2 separate regions of the Mus musculus genome follow, and region 1 is linked to region 2. A link is a contact called in public HiChIP or PLAC-seq data. All regions are on one chromosome and are shown on one strand. Each heading gives the region's core, a stretch centred on a gene start, on an enhancer-like site or on the middle of the called end of the contact. The rest is flanking DNA. Distances are from core to core; before and after follow the strand shown. Region 1 overlaps Ptgs1 (prostaglandin-endoperoxide synthase 1). Region 2 overlaps Gm13446 (predicted gene 13446).

What was found. HiChIP or PLAC-seq counts read pairs in DNA pulled down with a chosen protein or histone mark.
Region 1: a contact with region 2 is called in a FOXA1 HiChIP or PLAC-seq map of pancreatic cancer cells. The contact joins two enhancer-like sites. A contact is called at or near these places in 5 of 39 promoter capture datasets (HPC-7-derived erythroid cells, cranial neural crest, hippocampal neurons and 2 more) and 1 of 115 datasets of contacts at active chromatin or transcription factors (pancreatic cancer cells).

Annotation. Positions count from the first base shown.
Region 1 is chr2:36,240,295-36,245,854 of GRCm38.p6, reverse strand. Ptgs1 (prostaglandin-endoperoxide synthase 1) reads right to left here. Exons shown (of 11, transcript NM_008969.4): 6 at 5,078-5,259; 7 at 4,901-4,984; 8 at 2,846-3,092; 9 at 525-811. Among named protein-coding and RNA genes, the nearest start is that of Ptgs1, 13 kb to the right of the region's middle. Within about 2 kb of position 2,149, at least 56 of the 459 cell types and tissues checked have an H3K27ac peak or open chromatin away from gene starts, as enhancers often do. A contact at or near this core is called in pancreatic cancer cells, where this site is marked.
Region 2 is chr2:35,546,383-35,551,610 of GRCm38.p6, reverse strand. Gm13446 (predicted gene 13446) reads left to right here. Exons shown (of 4, transcript NR_045894.1): 4 at 1,195-2,077. Among named protein-coding and RNA genes, the nearest start is that of Gm13446, 9.7 kb to the left of the region's middle. Within about 2 kb of position 1,305, at least 18 of the 459 cell types and tissues checked have an H3K27ac peak or open chromatin away from gene starts, as enhancers often do. A contact at or near this core is called in pancreatic cancer cells, where this site is marked.

The sequences.
Region 1 (5,560 bases), core at 900-3,399, 690 kb before region 2:
GTGATGCCTGTGCTATGGTTTGAACCTGAAATGTATTCCATAAGTTTCTATTTTAGCTCCTCAAATGGTGGCACTACTGGAGATGCTGGAACCTTTAGAAGATGAGGCCAAGCTGAAGTAAGTGGACCACTAGAAAGCAGCCTTTGAGGGTTACAGCTCAGCCCCTGGTTCCCAACTTGTTGTCTCCTGCTCTGCTGTAATGTGAACAACCTCTGCCTTGAGCTCCTGCTGCCACAACAGATTGGGCCACTCTGCCATGGCCTCCTCACTGTGACAGATTGTAATGCCCCTGAAACTATAAGCCAAACCCTTCCTCCTTTGAGTGGTTTCTGTCCTTGTAACATGAAAGTAACTAATAAAACCTGGCACTGTCACCTAAATTAGAGAATTCACACAGGGATGTTTACAACCACCTGTAGAAGTAACAGAGTGTTCATTCCACAGATGAAGAAACTGGGGAGTTTGAACCAAGTCTGTTGTATCCCAGAGCCCACCCCTGATGCCTCTGTTTCTCTCAAGCTTACCCGGCCAGCCCTCTGGCGAGAGAAGGCATCCACCAGTGCCTCAACCCCATAGTCCACCAGCATAGAAGTGTTAAATAAAAACTGCTCGTAGCTGTACTCTTGTGAGCCCACTTGGAAGGAGTTGGGCATGAGTGGATGCCAGTGATAGAGATGGTTAAATTCCATGGCGATGCGGTTTCGATATTGGAACTGGGCTCGGAACAGCAGCTCCGGGTCAAACTTGAGCTGCAGGAAATAGCCACTCAAGTGCTGCACATACTCCTCAATGACAATTTTGATGGTTTCTCCTACAAGGGGAAGATAAGAAACAAGGTCAGCAGAGCTCAATGCATGGGAAATGAACATCTCGTGAAAAGTGCTTGCTCTCCTCTCCTTGCTGATGCTGGAGTTCATTTACTCCCCTTGGTCACTTCTGCTTTGTGTCCTTGTAAGGGGATGTGAAAACAGAACTGTCTCCGACTTGACTGAGAGACCCAGACAAGGGTACTGCTGCTCCATAGGCAGGCCTTAGACCCAGGAAAAGAGTCATTCAAGAACTGGTTTCCATGAGCTAGAGAGAGAGAGACGGCTAAGAGGTTAAGAGCACAGGTTGCTCTTCCCAGGGACCCAGGTTCAATTCCCAGCACCCACATGGTGGCTCACAACCATCTGTAACTCCAGTTCAAATGGATCTGGTGCCTTCTTCTGACCTCCAAGGACACCAGCCAGGCACATGACACACAGATATACATGAAGGCCAAAATACCAAAATATCTAAAATAAATTAAAAGATAAAAAAAGAATCATTTTCCCAACCCTGATGTAGCCTCCCTCCTACAGACCATGACAAGGGTCTGGAGAAGCCAAGCCTGTAAACCCAGAACTGGGGGGCATAAGAGGTGCTGAGGCAAGAGGGTTTCAGCATTGATGCCAGAATGGTCTAAATGAAAAGACTTAGTCTCAAAAAAAAATTTTAAGCTGAGAAACTCTGAAAGATACAAAAGCACAACATTGTATTAGTGAGGAATGTCATTTCTCTGAAGCTCTCAGTGAGGGACGAGGGCTTCAGAGAGCCCATCTGACAGCTGCTGCTGCTGCAGCAGCCAAAGAAAGCCCCACACAGCTAGGGAGCCCAGCCCTAAGCATTTGTTTAAGTGTAATACATTTCTGGTGTGCTGATATATATGTCAGAATCTCATGGGCAGGGGGTTCCCTTTAATCCCTTAGGCAGCAGCTATACACAAAGCAAACAGCCAAGAAAGATTACTTACGTTTGAACATTCCAGAACAATATAAAAACTGGCCAGCTGGATCGTTAGAGGAAGCTGTTATCTGGACCAATCAGCCAACAGATAAACTGGCTTTTTAGTAAACTGACCTGGAGCCACAGGACTTGCGGTTAGCAGAACTGGGCTCCAATCCTAGCTTCTCGGTATGTAGGCATCTGAGCTTGAGTCAATTGAGCTTGAGTTATTTGTCCTACTAAAGCTCACTTTCCTCGACTGTAAACTGTAGGCACTATTAATCGCTATGCGATTTCCATATGATCATGTATCCGGTCATGTGAGAAGGGGACAACAGAGGCATTTGTGCTGTTGACATAGGACTGGCAACCTCAGCCGTGTCAACATGGGTCGGCTGAAGTCCTAAGTCTGATTAACAGTGTCTTCACATTGCAGCCTGCTGGGCTGCTTTACCCACAGGCCTGGCCTCTCTGGTAAAGGTCTGGGCTATACAGACTTCCGAAGAATCAGCCTGTCCTTCCTCTGGCTACTCTTATCCCCAGTGACCAACTCTTCTAGAAGCCGGTGAATTAGCCTCTATAATTGGAACCAGCCATGCCCACTTGTACCCAGAGGTAGTGACTCAGACAAGGAGAGCCTGGTCTGGACAGAGGTGCAGGGTCCAGGCAGGAAACCATCTGACATTTTAGGTTATGGACTCACCCCCGTAGGAGACACAAAAATATCTTGTCCCTGAGTCACCTAGAATCTACCAAATTCTACAAAGGCTGATAGACAGAGAGAGAGAAATTGGGGGTTCCTGAGGGTAGGGTAAGCTGAGGTTTGATGCTGGTGTGCTGAGGACTTTAAGGCCAAACTGGGTACAGCACAAGGGAGAAACAAACTGGGGTTTGAGGTGACCAATCAAATGTACTCAGAGCCTTCCTTCCTTCTAGGCTCATAGCAAGTCAGCGCGTGTAGGAACTGAAGCCACAGCCTGGAGACCTGGGCCTGAGTATGGGTAGCCAAACCCTGGCTCGGGCTCAGGCTGTGACTCCCCAGGTTCAGTAACACCAGGGTCCTAACCCTGCTTTCCTGCCTCTCGGGGCATGTGCTCACCTATAAGGATGAGGCGAGTGGTCTGGAAGAGCTGCTCATCATCCCACGTGGGATGCTCCTCCTTCAGCAGGTCGCACACGCGGTTATGTTCACGAAGCCAGATCGTGGAGAAGAGCATCAGCCCCGGAAGCAACCCAAACACCTCCTGGCCCACAGCCATCTGCCTTTCAGGCGGGACACCTGGTGGGTAGCGCATCAACACGGACGCCTGTTCCACGGAAGGTGGGTACACCTCTCCGTCCAGCACCTGTGGGATGAGGCCGCCTGGCAACCTGACTCTGGCCCTCCTCCAAGATCCGTCTTGGAGCTCTCCACAGCCGGCTCCTGTGTTCCGACTTTACTACCTCAGCCCTGGCCCATCTGCCTGCTGCTCCCTAAGTGCCTGCCCTAAGCCAACTCTTGCCCTTACCACTTGGGTACACAGCAATCAGTATACCCCTGAGAGACGGAGTGGGGAGGAGGAGAGGGAGACCTCCATACAACATGCCCCTAAAGAGGTGTCTGGAATCACCCACAGTAGCTCCCTTCCTCTCACTCAGACGTCTCTTAGGAATCCCTGGATCTTCTTGCCTCCAAATCTTCTCACAGCTAAATGCCCTAGGGAGCAAGAAGATGACCATGGCCCGTTCTTGGCTTCCTCAATTCCCTTGCAACCTTAACTTCATAGGGGAGCAGTCTCAGCCTCCAGACTCTCTAATGGTACCGACTGGTTGGTGGCAGTTATCACAAGAGTATCACAAATACACACACTGCCAAGCCATATGCAAGTGCCGTTCTCCGTTCTGAAGATGCCCCAATGAATTTTCCTTAAGATCTTTCAGGTTTCCAGAATACAGTGTGAAAGCCACTAGCCACCTGTGGCTCCAAATCTCCAAATATGACTAGACTGTAGAACTTCATTTCATTTAGTTTAGATTTTACTTGATTTTGTTTTAGATTCTCCTTTTTTAGATTTTTTTGTATGTATACTATGTATGTATGTATGTATGTATGTGTGTGTATGTATGTATGTATGTATGTATGTATGTATGTATGTATGTATGCCTCCAGTGTGAGTATGGCCACAGAGGCCAGAAGAGGGCATCAGATCATTTAGAGCTGGAGTTCCAGAGGTTGAGAGCCTCTATGTGGATGCCGGGAACCAAGGCCAGGTTCTCTGCGAGATCAGCAGGTGCTCTCAACCGCTGACTCAATTCTCCAGCCCTATAGTTTTACATTTTTAAAGCTGATGTTTCAGCTACTGGGTTTGTGAATCTACTTATTCAATTACAAAGTTTATGAAATCTAGAGAGAGCCATCTCCAATGAGAACCTTTTTAATTTGTATTACATTTATTTATGTCTGTGTGCAGAGGCAAGAGCATCCTGGTATCAAAGCAAAGCTGTGGAGGTCAGAGGATAACTTGCAGGAATCAGATCTCTCCCAGGGATCAAACACTGGCTGTCAGGCTTGGTGGCAAGTGCCTTTACCAGCTGAGCCATCTTACCAGCCCAAGTAGAGTATGCTATTAAAATCCATCTCATCTGTTTTTTACTTTTGTTACTGAAGCCACTAGGAAATTTGAATTACATATGAGGCTCACACTACTGTTGGACAGCTCTGGTTTACACAAGAAATCTTGCTACAGCCTGTACCCTGACAGTCATGTATGTATAAACTGTGGTTCACCCATATCCAGACAGTCAGGTTCATGATTTGTTGGACTGTGGTTTGCCTGTACCCTGGTAATCCTGTATTTGACCCCTGATAGATTATGGTTTCTTGATGGTTGGGCCCATGGCTAAGATGGATACTGACTCAGTCATGTGTACAAGTTCCATCATGGTGCCCATTCCAGGGAGTGAAACAGCTAAGGAAATGAAAATATCCCCAGGAGGCCACAGAAATCTACCCCGTTCTTTATTTGCTTTTGCCCTGTTAACTCCTCCCAGCCTTTACTCTCTGTCCTCCTGGTTTCCTTCACTCTGGTAGTTCTTCAATTTGCCTACCCAGCCATCTTTATAAGAGAGAACAAGGGAGACCCTTCACACTGTCCCCTCCCCATGCCAGCACTACCTGGTACTTAAGTTTCCCATCCTTGAAGAGCCGCAGGTGATACTGTCGTTCCAGATTATCTCCATAAATGTGGCCAAGGTCTACCTGAGGTCAGAGAACGGTCCATTCAGATCACATGGATTCTGATGATAGCCTGCATGTGGCACCTGAGACTCCCTCCCTGTCCCACATACTCACCCCGTGGCCTAAGGCCTTGGTAAAGCCAGGACCCATCTTTCCAGAGGTCTTGAAGAACTGGTGGGTGAAGTGTTGTGCAAAGAAGGCAAACAGGATGTTGGTGCCCTGGGGGGCAGGAATGAACTCCCTTCTCAGCAGCAGCTGTTGGGCCAGAAGCTGAACATCTGGTAACTGTTTCTTCCCTGGTTGGGGAGGTAGGAAAGGGCAGAAGATGCCTAGCTCTTGCTTGTACCTACATGCCCTGAGGATCACTGGGCTCCCAGAAGTCCTCAGGCAAACTAGCCCAAGCAGGAAGGCCGAAGACTCCTCCTCAGAGCCAATCCTCCCTCCCCACAGGTAATCTGTAGCCTGCTCTACCAAAAGAAAGAGCTTGAAGTATTTGCCAAGGAAATGCCTTGCATTCTGAACTCATTTTTAAATCTCCTATAGGTGTGCACCTGTAATCCCAGCAATGAGGAGACCAAGGCAAGGACATCTCTAGTT
Region 2 (5,228 bases), core at 56-2,555:
AAAACCAGGGATCAGGAAAGAAGAGGCAAGCCACTGCCTCCAGGAGTGAAGAGGGAAGAGTTCAGTCCAATTTGGACCCCAGACGTCCCAGTCCTGGGCAGGCAGATGTCTCAGCTGGTAAGGTTCTTGTCATGCAAGCATGAGGATAGGAGTTCGGCTTCTTAGAACCTAAGTGAAAAACCAGGTAGGCAAGGCAGCTTGCCTATAATCCCAGGACCCAGGGACAAAGACAGAGGATCCTTGGAACAAGCTGGCTCACCACACGGTAAAATCTCCAGGGTTAGTAAGATGTTTGTGCTAAGTAAGAAACTAGGAAGTTAAGAAAAGGTGGAAAGACTGATCGAGGGAGACAGGTGACATCAGCCAGCCTGAGGCTTTCGTGCGCCTGTGCACACAAGCATGCATACATGCGTGCACTCGCACATACACATGCAAAACAAAATTTTCTCAAAGAAAGAAATCAGTCATTGGGGTGCTGCTGAGAAGGACCAGTCACCATCCTTCCCAACTAGCTGATCCCAGGGCCGGCTCTCGGCCACAGAGCAGTGTGAATACTCTCAATCCCAGAGCAGTGTGAGCACTCTCAGCCACAGAGCAGTGTGAATACTCTCAATCCCAGAGCAGTGTGAACATTCTCGATCCCAGAACAGTGTGAACACTCTCAGCCACAGAGCACTGTGAATACTCTCAATCCCAGAGCAGTGTGAACACTCTCAGCCACAGAGCAGTGTGAACACCCTCAGCCACTGAGCAGTGTGGAAAGTCCCAAGTCCTTCCAGAAAAGCTGGCTAGAGAGGAATAACTAGAGTTTGGGGCTTTAAGTATTTTCCAGGGTAAGTGGCTCAAAATGGTAGTCTGGGGTCCTCAAAGATCCCCCAAATCACAGTGAACCAGGAGGCCTGCCTTGAGATCCCAGGATCCAGCTGGACTTGTGTCCTGGAAAGGAAACCCCGGCATAATCAGTGACAGTGAGCCTGTACATAGGTCATCACAGGAATGGTGCAAACGTGGAGGTCCTTTTTCTCATCCACCAAGCATCAAGGTCACCATCCAAGACAGTCATAGGTGTCCCCAGATTAGCAACCCCTGGAGACCCCCTCCAGGACATAATCCCATGAGCTAGCAGTCTCCACGGCACACTGTCCCACACATAGCTAGATTACCTGCCAGAACAAAAACTCTGCTCTCTTCTAGGTGGTACTGGACAGTCACGCCGAAGCCAGTCAGGAAAACCCACAAGAAGCCTGCTATGTTTCCCAGATGAGCAACAGTAGCCGTCTGTGCGATTCAGCAAATGCTGCCTGAAGACTATGCCAAAGGAATGACCCAGGGATGAGTCAGCCAGAGTACTAGCCATGGGCATCACCAGCCATAGGAGAGAGGCTCTCAAAGTGTTACCAGGTGAGGAGTCTGCCCACCGTTGCGAGAGACTTAAAATGCTCTTTTACTGTGGACCTTTGGAAGGCTGGACACACGAAAAAAAAAAAAAGTTCCGAGTGCCAGACCACATAGCTGACCCATTGCAGGGCAGGCAAGTTACATGCTGGAGGGGCCACGCAGTAAATATTTCAGACTTTGTAACTCTGCTCAGTTCTGCATTTGTAACTGGAGAACAACTTTGGGCAGCTCCCCAATGAGTGGATGTGACTGTGGATCAATCAAACAGAACTCTTGGGGGCAGGATGGCTCAGAAGTTAAGATCATTTGATGTGAAATTACGAGCAGCAGATCCCAGCACCGTCTGTGGGACAAGTGGACCATGCCAGCAGACAGAAGAACTAGTAAGGTTGAGCAGGTTTAAAACCCCAGGGAATCTTAACATTGAGAATAGCAGGCTTGGAAACAGCTTCCTGCCAAGCTCTTCCTGTCCTGGAACAGGTAAGCATGACACCCCATTGAGAGGACCTCAATCACATAGGGACAACACCTGAAGTCCTTCCCCACACAAATAGAGCATGCCTAACATCCCAGACTGAGCTAGCACGAAGCATCTAACTCTGGACCCCTCCTTATGCCTGGAATGTATATGTTTATTCCTATCCACATGGATAAAGTACACAAGTTATTTCACTGAGAATCATCTGAGAGTGGCTGTTTTATTGAGCTGTAAGACTCTGGGGAAGTTTTCTCTCCTGAAGCATTCATTGCTGGACCTCGGATCTGCCCAGCAGGCTGGACTCTCACCCCTGCTTGCTGCTGCGGCTACTAGCTGCCATTTGTTGTTAGTCATAGCCACTCCCCACCTTGGCGTTGAGATGATGGCAGTGGGAGAAACCCTGACACTGCATGAGCTTCCCTTTGGAGAGCTCTAACACTTTGGCCATTCCAGCCAGTCTAAAGCCCCTTGGAGCCTTTCTTTCTGTCCAGGTCAGAGATCCTTGGATTGCGTTCTGTCTCCCCTGAGCTGCTTGCCAGCAGCTCTCTGGTACCCCAGTGGTGAAGCAGACACACAGCCCTTCACCCGTCTAGTAAAGAGGGCATCCCTAGATGCCCACAGGTGCCTGTGACTCCAGTGCCGAGCTAAGTGGAAGTAGGAGGGTTGCTGGGACATGCTGGCTTCCGCCAGCTTAGCTGAGAACCTGTGAGCCCCAGGTTCAGTGAGAGAACTGCCTCAATGGAAAAGGAAGGTATACAATATCATCTTCTAGCCTTTAAGGCACCCTTACCCAGGCATGTACACACACACACACACACACACACACACACACACACACACACACAAACATACAAACCATTACTTGACACCAAAAGTGGGCTTTCTTATCATTTTCTTATCTAGTCATAAAATAGTAAAATTTTTTGGAGTTTCTCTTCAACCAGTTGAAGCTGTAAGGATCACATGGGTTGTAGTTTGCTGACCTGTGTCTGTGTGGGGATGCTGGGAGACTGGTTAGCCTTGAGAGGACAAGAGCCTTCAATGTCAGAGTGAGGCTTTTGGGTCAATGGGGGTTGGAGGTTGAGAACCGATAGCATTCACCACTCAGCTGGTGAATCAGCTACCATCCATTCGATCTGCTCTCCTTTCATTGCCCTGAGGACCAAGCCATTGCCCACTTCGAAGCTCAGGAGCAATGTGTGGAGACCAAGCCCTGACATAGTCACAGAAACAATTTTTAAAAACATTATTATGGCTCATATGTGTAATCCCAGAACTAGAAAAGCTGAGGCAGGGGCATTACTATGAATTTGGGGACTTCCATAGAGAGGGCTAAAGATGAAAACTTAAAAAAAAGTTAGGTCAATAAAGAACATAGTTTTCTTTCTTTGGTTTTGTGTGTGTGTGTGTGTGTGTGTGTGTGTGTGTGTGTGTGTGTGTGTTTGCTTGCTTACTTGCTTGCTTAAGACAGGGTCTTGTAGCCCTGGCTGTCCTAGAATTCACTGTGTGGACCATGCTGGCCTTGAACTCACAGAGATCTACCTGCCTCTGCCTCTGGGGTTCTAAGATTGAAGGTATGCTCTGCCAAGCTGAGCAACATGAGTTTTCCTTTAAGCCCACTCCCCACTCTGGGGTCACCACCATTAAGGGGTGGCTAAGTATGAGTCTAGCAGGCTTCCAGTGCACACAGCTATAGACCCATAGATACACCCTCCCATCCAAGGCTCAGCATTCTCATGGCTTGTGGCTTAGTCCCGTGCTTTCCTGCAATGAGGATTTGTCACTGAGCCGTTTAGCAGCATCTTCCTTTTTGACATTTGCCTCCTTGCTGTCACATACCTTACTGGTCCCCTCTACATGATGACACACAACACCATGGAGTCTCACATGTCCTTTCACACCTGGCACTAGGTTCTCTGCTGGGGAGTCTCAGAAGCAGACTAAGGCCTGGAAGCTCGGAGTGTGGGTTAACATGGTACCTGGAGCCATTCTCTACGTTGCTGGGAAGAGGCAAAGCAATTCTCCAGAGCCCTGGGAGGATCCTACCAGAGACATACTCAAGGACCGCTATTGCAGAGCACCTGACTGGTCCAGGGAAGCAAGCATCTCCAGAGAGGATAGGCCTGCCTACTCCTGCATGCTCAGGCCAGAACACGTGTCCAGTGGCAGCCCTTGGAGACAGTCAGTATCCTGGCCCATTTATCCAGTCACTCATGCACGTAGTTAACTAATATTTACTGAGCATTTCTTACGACTTGAGTCCTAGGCTATGGCGGTAAGCACAGGCATGCCCCTGCCATCCTGTTCTTCACTGCCTGGTGAAAGAGGATTTGGTTATCCATTCGTTTGGCTACTGTTTATTGAGAGTCTGGCATCTGTCAGATATTGTTCTAAGCACCGAGACTCTAACACAGAAGAGCACAATAGGGGAGAAAATCCCTGCCCTCCCAGACTTAGAGTCTGGGCGAGGAGACAGATAATGAACACATAGACAAGGGCAGTGTGTCAGAGGCGATGAGTGAGCCAGGGAGGAGATGGAAAGTGCTGGGGAGTGGCTTTGTAGCTAAATTAATCTGGGGAGACCTCACTGAACAATGATCTAAAAGAAGAGGTGAGGGAAGGTGGAGGGGAAAGAAACAGGATCTTTGCAGACATGGGGACATGGTCAGAAGCCAAGGGGAGGCCCACTCAAGACCCTAAGGTTGTCTACGGAACAGTAGAGACCAGGCCAGCTCCTGAGCATCTAGCAGTCCAAGAGGGACCCAGTATATTCTAGGTAGGGAGATGGCCCAGGGGAGGCCTAGAACAGAATGAGGATCAGGGTCCCACTCACAGGTGGCTTCCCCATTGAGAACAGGCCTCAGAGGGGCAGAGTGGATGTCAGGAGGATGGGAGAAGGGAATTGAACTTGACCCAACAAGAGATCTAGAACCAGGTAGTCCCCATGGGGATGTGAGAAGTTGCGGGACTCTGACATGTTCTGCAGATAGCCACGGGCTTTCCTGATGGGTTGGCTGTGGGATGGTAAGAGGAAGGGAAATGGACACCAAGGTTCCTGTTTCCCAGGGCAAAGGATGTGGTCGACGGTGAGGAGCAGAAGAGTGGCTGAGCTTCAGGCTAGCTTTGTACTCTGACAGTTGGGCTACAGTAGAGAGGCTGGTAGCTGGTGTAAGGCTGAGCCTAGGGTTGGGGGCAGGTTCTCGCCCTTCAGGGACGGGTGGGATTGAGATACAGGTGCCTAGAGGAAGTGCCAGGAGACAGAAGGAGGAAAGTCTAAGGGTGAAAGTCTGGCCTTAGAAGATGGGAATGAGAAAAAACTGCCCAAGAAGGGGAGTAAGCCAGCATGTGGCAG